2 separate regions of the Mus musculus genome follow, and region 2 is linked to region 1. Evidence: chromatin contacts called from public promoter capture Hi-C data. All regions are on one chromosome and are shown on one strand. The core of a region is the stretch at or near the end of the contact, and the rest is flanking DNA. Distances in the headings are between cores, read along the strand shown.

The links. Capture Hi-C pulls out chosen DNA fragments and counts their contacts.
Region 2: a promoter capture Hi-C map of adipose tissue shows a contact between it and region 1. The contact joins two enhancer-like sites. A contact is called at or near these places in 6 of 39 promoter capture datasets (cranial neural crest, embryonic stem cells, frontonasal cranial neural crest and 3 more), 4 of 115 datasets of contacts at active chromatin or transcription factors (embryonic stem cells and stem cell-derived neural progenitor cells) and 1 of 9 other capture datasets (adipose tissue).

The regions. Positions count from the first base shown.
Region 1 is chr1:90,315,983-90,321,650 of GRCm38.p6, reverse strand. No RefSeq gene overlaps it. Among named protein-coding and RNA genes, the nearest start is that of Gm34992, 19 kb to the left of the region's middle. Within about 2 kb of position 3,075, at least 7 of the 459 cell types and tissues checked have an H3K27ac peak or open chromatin away from gene starts, as enhancers often do. A contact at or near this core is called in adipose tissue, where this site is marked.
Region 2 is chr1:90,615,229-90,620,719 of GRCm38.p6, reverse strand. No RefSeq gene overlaps it. Among named protein-coding and RNA genes, the nearest start is that of Cops8, 15 kb to the right of the region's middle. Within about 2 kb of position 3,344, at least 5 of the 459 cell types and tissues checked have an H3K27ac peak or open chromatin away from gene starts, as enhancers often do. A contact at or near this core is called in adipose tissue, where this site is marked.

The DNA.
Region 1 (5,668 bases), core at 1,826-4,325:
GTCTGTCTGCTCATGACTTCTTCCACCCATATTTGGAATCGCTAACTCAAGGAGCCTTGCACATTATGGATCCCTCTTGGGGTTGCAGTCCTCTGTGTTGCCAGAGCTTTGGGGACTCTATCCAACTTTTGCCCAGGCATCAATAGTGACAATTGTCTCTTGAAGTCTATTTCTAGGCTGAGAAACCAGTTCTCTCCATTGAACCTCTCAGCACACCCCACAGCAATGGATCCACCACTACAGCTCATTACCTCCTTCATCCATGCGCTGCCCATGCCACTCCAGCTCAGGTGTGCGGAGAAACAGGCAGTCACCAGCTTCTAAAGGCCAGGATGTACTAGCTAAGTCCTATTGCAGGTCAGAATTTGGGGGTGTGATAAGCCTTCTCCTTCCCAGGGGCAGAGCTAGTCCCTCAGGGGCCACACGGACCTTCTGCCTTATAACAGGACTCTTTTCTCTGGGACCTCATCCTCAAGAGCCTCCACTATCACCAAGAGCTACCTCACATGCAGTTTGCCTCTCACACAGGTGGTGAGCAAAGTCTAGACTCTACCCTGAGCTGTGCCTGGTAGATGGGCAAGAGTCACTGGCAGAAAAGCAACGGGTCTCTGGATGTGCTGAGTCTGCAGCGAGTCTCTATACTGTTTATTTCATAGATGGGGCTCAGGACAAATTGCAATATTTAATGCACAATTATGGTTTCAATAAATTGTTCCCAGATGGCTCGGAAGAACAGCATTAAGTGGAAACAAGAAACGATCAGATTTTAATGAAGGTTTGTTTCCTTTGCCTGGTTTCCTTCATAAATTCTGACTGAGTCTCTGATTCAAGAAACGGGGCTGCTACAGAGTTGTGAGAGCACGTGAAGGCTGGATACAGAGTGTGCACAGTTAGCATCTCTACAGGCCTACGGGACAAGCAATGCATGAACTGCGTGTGAACTTCAGCGCGCTCTGGGTACCAGACCAGGTGCTGGGCTGTTTATCAGACTCCTCACAGTCATTTGAGACAACAGTCTTTCCATCTTAGAGACGAGAAACTGAAGCACAGAGTCAGCGAGACAATTTGTCTAAAGTCAGAGACAAAAGCAATAAATGATCTAATCTCTTGGTGTCCCCCACTGAGGCTGCACCACATCGCCTCTGTAGAGGGATGAAGACAAATGACTTGGAACACCGGCTGACAACAAAGACTGGATGAATGCAGACTATGAAAGTCCAGGGCAGCGTTGGTCTGTGAGCACCAGCTCCCTTGCCTCCCATGCTGTGGTTACACTGGTCAGGTTTAAATGGCACCTCCTAAGGGATGGCTTTCCTCAGTCCTCACTGAGCCCCTCCTATGTCTTTTTAACATGACTTATTCACTGAAACCCCGTCTCTGTTTAATAGTTGCTGGCCCACCCTAACACATGAGCTCCCAGGGGTCAGAGGGAGCTGACCTATCTTCCTTACCAAGACTCAGAACCAGGACTCACACTATTCTTTCAGTAAACAAGTGGGGGAATGTTTGTCTCTCTCCTGCTGCCCACTATATATATATCTCAGGGTACAACTTCAGACTCCCATCCTATACCTATGGTCCTTGGGCCCTCTCATGGATGCAGCACGCATCTGGCTCATATCCTGCCCTTCTGTGAGGTCCTGACTTTACACTCAGATGCCATAATTTTCCCCAAGCATCTATAGGTAGATGGCCTGACTTGTGGCCACCAAAAACTTGCCCCACGATTTGAAGCAAATCCCAGATCAGAGCAATCAGACTAAACCACTGACAAGCAGGCTCACGTTCCCTCCTTGGTGAGGGCAATGTCTGAAGCCTTAACGCACATATGCACAGCCATGAGCCAGGCAGCCTGAGGGAAGCAGGACACACTCTCCAAAGTCCCAGTGCTTATGTGACTGTTCATGGCACTGTGAGGACAGGTGTCGTGGTGATATCAGTTCTGTATCTCTACTTCCAGTTTCCTGGTGATACTGACACAGCATCTCCGTCTTTGTCCTGCACTGGCTGGGATGGGTCTGCTTTGTGTCTTTCATGTCTCCCTCCTAGACATGCATAACTGACAAACTGACTCTTGAGCCAGTAGGTATGGTGAGATGAACAGGCACTGGGTATCTGATGGAATCAGTTTTTCTTGGCTCTGTCGCTCAGATGGTGACAGCAGGTGCCTCCAGATACACTCCCCACCATCTCAGAACCATAACTTCCCTTTATAAGTCCTGGAATTGCAATCACATGCTTGGGCCAAGAACTAATGAGTTCCATTGGCACTAGCCACAGGCTTGTGTCCAGGAAACACCCACCGGAACTTATCTTGCCCCTAGGAGCAAAGGTGAGACCAGTAAGGTGGTATCACTTTTAACCAACAACATCCACTGGTTCACAGTTACACAAAGAAATCCTTGGATAAATCCTTGGAATCTTCCTTTCCATCTGGTCTCAGTTGACAGACATAGGAGCAGCAGTTAGAAATGGAAGAGCTGCCTGTTTCAATACAGTGATGATCCCTGTGGCAGGTCAGCAGAGCTGACAGATACTGGCCTTAGTGGGCCAAAGGATAAGGAGAAATTGACAGTGGAACAGTCTCAAACCATCTCCCCAAGGATGATTAGCCAATTGAAAGGGAGCTAGGTGTGGCAACAAACCAGTACTCAGTACAAAGTACTCAGTAGAAACCAGTACTCAATCCCAGTACTCAGGAGTCTGAGGCAGGCAAGCATCACAAGGCTCAGGTCCAACCTGGGCTACCCATAGAGGTCTCCAAATGTGGAGAACCCTTCCAGACACAGTCTTATCCAAAACTAAGCTCAGTGGCAATGAAACCTCTGAGGCCCGTGAACCTGCTGACAGGCCACGCCAAGGACACAGAAAGCACTTCCGTGGTGTTCTGGCCAACATTAAGTAAGAAGAAACCCAGTGCAGCCAAAAGGAGCTTCATTCTGTCCCCCAAACAAAAACAGCCGGTACTCCGGAAAATAACACTGAGTTCCGAAAAAGCAATGAGTAACCGACCCTAACTGGAGATGAAAAAGGAACACGGTGACTAAACCTCACAGGGAGGCTGATGGCTGAGAGGGCAGGGAGTGCCCCTGGGACAAATACTGAAGCTGCAGGCTGGTCTCTGCGTGTGCTCAGTGGGGTCTAATCAGCAAGGGCAGCTGGGATTGGCCTTGCATTTTGCAGGCTTGGGGGATCTAGAAAGTCCCAGTAAGACCTTTGCATTATTTCTGTACTTATAAAAGCAATTTAAAAATAGGAATCTAAGAACAATGTCTTGAACCATTTTACGGAGTGTGTCCTGAGGACACCAGGCAGATCAGAGATCGGCTCCAAGAGCTCAGCCCGAAATTGGTGGAAATTAATTTGAATTATGCCATTGAACAGATGTGCTCCGTGGGGCATGGACAACTTTTATGTCTTAAATATCGAACCTGCTGCCACATCAGATGGCATCAAATTAATTATACAGAGTTATCAATGTGACGAGCCATGGCACATCCATACATCACAGGGAGTCACGGCAGAACACTGCCAGGCTGTGGGGGCCTTTCTACAGCTCAGGATAAGACCCAACTTGACAGGGCAGATGCCAACTGCACACATGCCCAGACCACAGCCCCTGTGCTCAGAAACTTGAACGTGAGCTAGTGACACCCAAGTGGAGAGATCTCAAACCATCAACACTGATTAATTAATAAGTCCCTTTATGCACACTTGGAGACGTGCCAGCTCTGCCTGTGTGTGTATGTGTATGTCTATCACATTTTAATTGCACTTTATACATTTAAATACAGCATTCCACATCTATAGAATGGTTACAAAGGCATGGGTCTTTTATGAATAGTATAAAGGAACCAGACTTACATATATAGACTTATCAATATGTATGTATATTGATTCTGATATCTAGATCTAGACCTATACACACATGTACACACATAGTGTGTGAATTAGCAATGTAGTCAGATACAGATTAGATGGATAGATGGATGATAGATAAATAGATAGTTGGATAGATGGATGGATAGATAGATAGATAGATAGATAGATAGATAGATAGATAGATAGATAGATAGATGATAGTTGATAGATGAAACACACAAACGCACAGGAAGAATATATTTAACATTAAGCTACAGAGATCAATGATATCTTAAACTTTCTTAAAAACTAGCACAATGACAAAACAATACTGAAGCTTGTTATCCTATGTTACCTTGGGTCAGTCTTCCAAAGTGAGTCTTTGCTGGTGACCTCAGGGGCCCCGAGGACCACGTCCATCCTGAGTTGACCATATGCAGAAAGCTGGAGCAACACGAGGCCTGAGCCTGGCTGTCTCCACGGTTATTCCCGTAGCTCATGAGAGCAGTGAATCTGCAGCTCAGCTAGTATTTACTCAACAAATAAAAGATTGGGCTGAGAAAAGTCATAGAAAGCTCTGCATTTGGAGTAAACATAAAGACAACCAGATTAAAGCAGAAAGCCTCCAATCCAACCCAGCACTCAGGTCGTAAGTTCCTCAATCACGTGTCTATGTCTCTTCACTTTTTCTTCTTCCTTCCTTTCTTTCCTCCTCTTCACCAGCCTGCCATCCATTCATCCTTCTGACAGATTCATAGGGCACATGATATTTCATTTAGGGGATGCCTTTACTAAGAGGGCGTGGTGGTTTGAATGATATGGCCCCCACAGGACCATAGGGAGTGGTTCTATTAGAAGTGTGGCCTTGCTGAAGGAAGTGTATCACTGGGGGTGGGGATGGCTTTGAGGTCTCAGATGCTCAAGCCAGGCCCAGTGCTTTATCCTCCCTGTCCGATGACTAGTTAGCCAGATAAAGAACTCTCAGCTACCTCTCCAGCACCATGTCTACCTGCATGGCACCATGCTTCCCAACATGACAATAATAGAATAAACCTGTAAGCCAGCCCCAATTAAATGGTTTCCTTTATAAGAGTTGCTATGATCATGTTGTCTCTTCACAGCAATAGAAACCCTAACTAAGACCGTGAATAAAACCTAGAACCTTCCCCAGACCTTAGAGCTTTGAGATAGATAATACCGCACATCATCAGCTTCCAGAAACAGCAGCAGATACCACTGCAAAGCAGAGGTCTCAGCCAGGCACTGGGCTACTTGGGCGTAGTGGAAGGAGACTGGGTCATAAGAGAATCACTCAGCCTTAGAAGGGATGGATGTGGGTCTTTCGAAGTATGTGAATTCCCAAGGAAAGTAGCTGTCTTTAAAAGTGAGCCTGAAAGCGGATTCTCTCTAATTTTTTGTCTCCCCATATGCTAACTCCCCACAATGATGTTGTCCATCATGTTAAGATGCACCCATGGGGACCTCACCAGAGCTGTACTGATGATGACCTTGGTCAGCAGCTCTGGGTGCCACCGCCCCACCCTCCACTTGGGACTATGGTCACAAGTGTAATAGGACTGTGCTCCAGTGCCTACTCCCACAATCCCAGCTTCAACACTTGCTGAGAGGAAGATTACCCCTCCTCTGTACCCTCCATCTATTGCTGGGGCCTCTCCATGTCCCTAAAAGAACTCAGCGGTGACTCTGTCCTGTTTCTACAGTGGAGATGATCGAGTTCTGGTCAGCTCCAACCAGCCAACACAAAAGATCTCCATTGAAGAGCTTTTTTGGAATCTTGTTTGGAATC
Region 2 (5,491 bases), core at 2,095-4,594, 300 kb before region 1:
TGTGTGTGTGTGAGTGAGTGTGCGCGCGCCTGTGTTTACATGAGGGAGGCAGAGGTCGACCTGGGATGTCATTCCTCAGGACACTGTCCACCTTGATTTTTGAGACCAAACGCAGGTGCCCAAGCTTGCATGGCAAGCATTACCAACTGACTCTGTCCTTCCAGCCCCTGCTCTCCCTGCCTTTGTTACAGAAAGTGGAGAGGAAAGTCTGAGAGAGAGAGAGAGAGTGTCTTAGTCAGGGTTTCTATTCCTGCACAAACATCATGACCAAGAAGCAAGTTGAAGAGGAAAGGGTTTTTTCAGCTTACACTTCCACATTGCTGTTCATCACCAAAGGAAGTCAGGACTGGAACTCAAGCAGGTCAGGAAGCAGGAGCTGATGCAGAAGCCATGGAGGGGTGTTCCTTACTTGCTTCTCCTGGCTTGCTCAGCCTGCTCTCTTATAGAACCAAGACTACCAGCCCAGAGATGGCACCACCCACAAGGGGCCTTTCCCCCTTGATCACTAATTGAGAAAATACCCCACAGCTGGATCTCATGGAGGCACTTCCCCAACTGAAGCTCCTTTCTCTGTGATAACTCCAGCCTGTGTCAAGTTGACATATAAAACCAGCCAGTACAGAGAGGTATGGAACCTGTAACACAGGAGTGACTGAATATTCTTTGCAGGCACGATTCCTTCCTGGGAATCAGGCTTACGTCAGTGACTCTGGCTGGCAGTGTCTCTCCAGATCTCAGATACTCTGACCACTCACATGCACTGCACTAGTCACATGGCTACGAATGGTAGAGAACAAAAACCCACTATGGCTTCTGTAGAAGTTAAAATCTTAGATGCTGTTGGCTTTCCAACATTAGAAAGCACAGGTCTAGACAGTTCTAAAGTTCTTGGTGTTAAGATTCCATTGGCCTTTTAAGTTCTCTTGATTTTGTGTTCTGAAAAATTTACAGAATTCTTTCACAGGACAGTGAGTTCAGTATTTGAAGACATCCCTTCCCAATCTTTTCATGACATGTGTTAGAGATTATTTCTCCATACTTGGAAGACAGCGAGCTGAGAAATTTTCTGTCCCCTTATCAGTTCTAAGTAGTTCAACCAGAGAACAAGGGGTGCTTTTTAAAATATGGGATAAAATGCAAAACTCCCATTAACAGAGCCCGGAGATTATGGGAAGATCCTCCTGTTGGGCTTCACCATTATCCCCATCTGGTCGTTAGGGACCCAGCTCCACGTGGACTGTGGTCTGTCTAGTTGATGCTTTTCATCTTGGAGGGAAGGGTCTCCCTGAGCTGTTCCCTGAAGTACAGAGTCCTTCCCACCCCTACCCCAAAGTCCCAGCCTGGAAGAGGCAATGCTGCCACAACATTGACCAGAGATACTTCTGTGAAGGGCAGCACTCCTGCTTTGTTATAACTTGATATAATCCCACCTGTGTATTCTGGTTTCCTGAGCCATTGGCTACTGAGATGGGCACTTAAGTTTGGTCTCCAGAGCCCACATAAGTAGTTAGGCACGGTGGTGTGTACGTGTAAAGCTAGCACTGGAGAAGTGGAGGCTTGTGGGCTGGCCTGTTCAAGGCCAGTAAGAGACTGTCATAAAAATGAAATGGATAGTGTGTCCTGAGGCGTGACATTCCAGGTTGACCTCTGGCTTCCTCATGTGTTCCTTCAGGGAATGGCTCCTGTGGCTGTATCTTGAACTGCTTCTCCTGTGTCTTCTTTAGAAGTTTTGAGTTTTATAGCAGGGTCTTTCCTCTGTTTTAAGATGATTTTGATATAAACATCACAGGTATTTATTTATCAGTGATATTTGGCAAATGAGAGGGGGCAGAGAGAGAGGGGGAGGGGGGAGGGGGAAGGGGAGGGGGAGGGGGGAGGGGGAGAGGGAGAGGGAGAGGGAGAGGGAGAGGGAGAGGGAGAGAGAGAGAGAGAGAGAGAGAGAGAGAGAGAGAGAAACACTCATAGGCTTCTTTAAATGTTTATTTTCTCAAAGGAAGTTGTTCTCTATTATAGCCACAGCAAAATCAGCCAAATCTGCAAAATTATGTTGACAAAAAGAAAAAAATAACCTAACTCAGGGATTGGGAAACATTTCAATGCAGAGTGGGTGGCAAATTTTTCTGCCTCAGCAAGGTACATACATGCTCTCTGTCACAAGTCTTGATCTCTGCAATTGAGAAGTCAGCCACAGCCAGAACAGGAGTAAATAGATTTATTTGCTACGTTCCAAACAAATGCTCTTTGTGAAATCCTCGCCAGCCGCCTTTGGGCTCCCAGGCTGTGGTGTGCCCTCGAAGGTCTAATCTGTAATGCCTACTCGGATCTCACCCACTTCCCAAGAGCATGCGTGCCATGGCTTTGCCTTTCCAGTTGCTTGGATTGTCAGCTTCATTTGATCTGAAACTGTTTCTGATCTGTCTTTCTCTCTTGCAGATGAGTCTGGGGAAAAGATGGTTCCTTTTGCAGCATGTCCCTCACCCTGCATCTGTCTTGTGCACCACCTCTTTTTAACACATGGCTTACATTGGCCACAGGTGCCCCAGCCCCAGTGTGTTCTCTCTACTTCACATTCGGAGGCCCGTGTGCCAACCTTAAAGGTGACCTGACTATGGTACTGCCACTCTCAGCCTCTCAAGTACCCAGATACTTGCACGTGGGGATGCCTGTAGGAAGGATGTTTGGGCCCAGAAAAACTCCCAGTTCCCTGGTGTCCATCCACGCATGTATCTCCACAGCTGATCCTTACCTCCGTCCTCCATTGTGATGAGCTTGAGGTATCTGACTGAAGTCAGCAATGTGCTCAGCTCTTGGCTTCTGAACTTCCAAGTGCATGTATTTGAAGGTGAAGTGGATGGCAGAGCACCATATCAGGGGAGTGTGGGTGTCTGGACACATACTAGACATAGAGAACGACAGCTGGCTCTTGGCATGACTTTAGGGTCTCATGAGGGGCAAGACCTTACACAAGTGCTTCTGGAGGGCATGCACTCAATGCCCTAATAACCTCCCGTAAGGCCCCATCTGCTAACGTCCATGACCGTGCACCATCTGGGACCAAGCCTCAGTTCAGGGGTTCTAAGGAATACCAAGCACCCAAGCACAGCTATTTCCAAGTGGAGACATTCCATTTGTATACTTCCTTCCATATCTGAGCTGGAACTGTCCTTCGTTGCTTGATGCATGGGGACAGAATTGCAACTTAATAGCTTGCACTTCTTAACGATAGTTATTTATTGTGATATGAAGCTGGCCCGAGGCCCTTTGGCATGTCTCCTGTGGCCTCCCTCTCACTTCCTGGCACAACACGTTCACAATGTCCCAAGCCGTTCTCTACCACTAAGAGCTGGCTTCAGCTATTTCTCTAGGATCCCCAACTCCTTTTAGAGAAAAAGCTTTTTCTTTTATCTAGCATTGTGTGGTGTCTGTCTCCTGCCTCCGTATTTTCGTTATCTATTTATGTGAGCCTTGACTTGCCCAAGTGACTTATTTAGGCATCAAAAGCATAAAGCTATCTCTGAGCAGAGCTATGATCCCACAGACATGTTACAGATGCTTTGCTGTGTAGTCCTTTCTAGTTTCTTCCTAACTGCTGAGTTATCTAGAAGCACATTTAAAAATTACTGAACTGGGGGAGATTCTCCACACTTTCTGCCACTCGTTCCTAGCTGTGGTCATGGAACAATATGATATGTGACTTTAAACCCGGTAAAGGACTGGAAACTCCTCACAGCCCTGAGCGCATTTGTCTGGATGACAGGATGCTCTGCTATCGTGGGGCAGATGTCCTATGGGTGTCAGAAAGGACCACGGTCGTCCCGCTGAGTTTTGCTGATTTTCTGTCAAAAATTAATTATGAAGACGGGGGAATTGAAACTTTCCAGCCAAAACTGTGGGTTCAAGAGACTAATGATGCAGGCGTAGGCAAGAACTGACAAATCACTCACACAGTGAAGGAGAGAGTGAACAGAGAGCTACACAATGAGGACGACTCTCCCCAGCTACACTCAGGACAGCGGAGCTACCGCTCTCTCGTAGAAATAATAATAAAAAAGATCCAATCAACAATCGTGACAAATGATTTTGTCATTCTTGAAAAAAGAAATACAATGGCCAAAAAAATATATTTTAAATGTTGGTAAGTTGGCTTACTTAATCATGCACTATAGTTCTTGGATGCTGTTCTATCTGATGTCTGAATACAGCATATCCTCTGTCTTGTCTTCCACCCCTGCTCGGTACTTCTGCCTGATCACGTTCATCAGCGGTGGTTTTCCCTGCTCTTTAAGGCATCTTCTCTTTTCTGTTTGCTGTTTTCAAGCTGTTTCCATGCTGACGTTCTTTTCCGAGCCGCTGGCTTCATCTCTGTCTTGACTCCATTACTTTCCCAGGTCATCTCTTTCTCCTTCTTCCTCTTTGAAGAAGTTATTTTTAGAAGCTGCCATTTGAATTCTATCCCCAGCTCGTCAACCATTTCAGTGTCACTGAGCTCATTGATGGAAGTTATGATCTCTCGGAAGTCTCATGTTTATCTTGCTCTTTTATGGTGTGTGTATGTGTGTGTGTGTGTTTCTGTGTTTCAACTTGCAACTGTTGTATTTGGTTATCTCTTCTGGATTTGGACATCTTCTCCATTAGCAACCAACACTGGAGGGATCACTATCCAGAGTCACTCAAAAGGGAGACAAGCACTTGGTGCCACATCAACACAAAACTCGTAAGAGCTAGAAACACACTCAAAATTGATCATTAATATAAAACATCAGCCAATACGTAACAGAAGGCCTCAGAACAGAAAACAGGCAAGACATAATGAACTACGGCATGAAGTCAAAATCTGGGGCAAATGGGGTAAATGAAGGAAATAAGAGCAGAGAAAAGAAATCATGAAGCAGAAGCAGACAGGAAACTAAGGTGGGCTGGAAAGGGGAAAGAGAGTGAGGTAAGAACCGGTTTCCTATGACAAAGAGTGAACAACCTTGACGAACTAGGGGGAGTGAACCAAAAGTTTTTAAACAATGAAGTCTGGGGCTGGCGGGATGGCCCCGTGGTTAAGAGTATCCACATAGTCTCTCACAACCATCTGCAACTGCAGTCCCAAGGGATCTGGCATGACACCCTCCTCCAGCCTCCATGGGTCCTGCACCTACACAATGTAGTCCATGCAGGCACAACTCTCCAGTCTCTGGCCTGTGTGCCACCCCCTGCTCCCTTCGGTGCTTCATGTGGTGCTGTGCTGACCCGACGTCCGCTTGGAGTTTTTCTAAGTTCTACCTCTGGCTTACAGTCACACTGCCACCCCACCCAGCACAGAACTCCAGGGAAATGGGCTGCTTAGCGCAGGCTTTAACATGGGGTGTCCTGTAGGACCACTTTGTAGGTTATCCCTTTCCAGAAGCTCCTATTCTGTCCCCCATCCTTCTGAAGGGGTCCCCGTCCCACAGGTTGAGGCTGTCCAGTGATGGATAGCCTACGAGCAGCAAATGGGTCATCT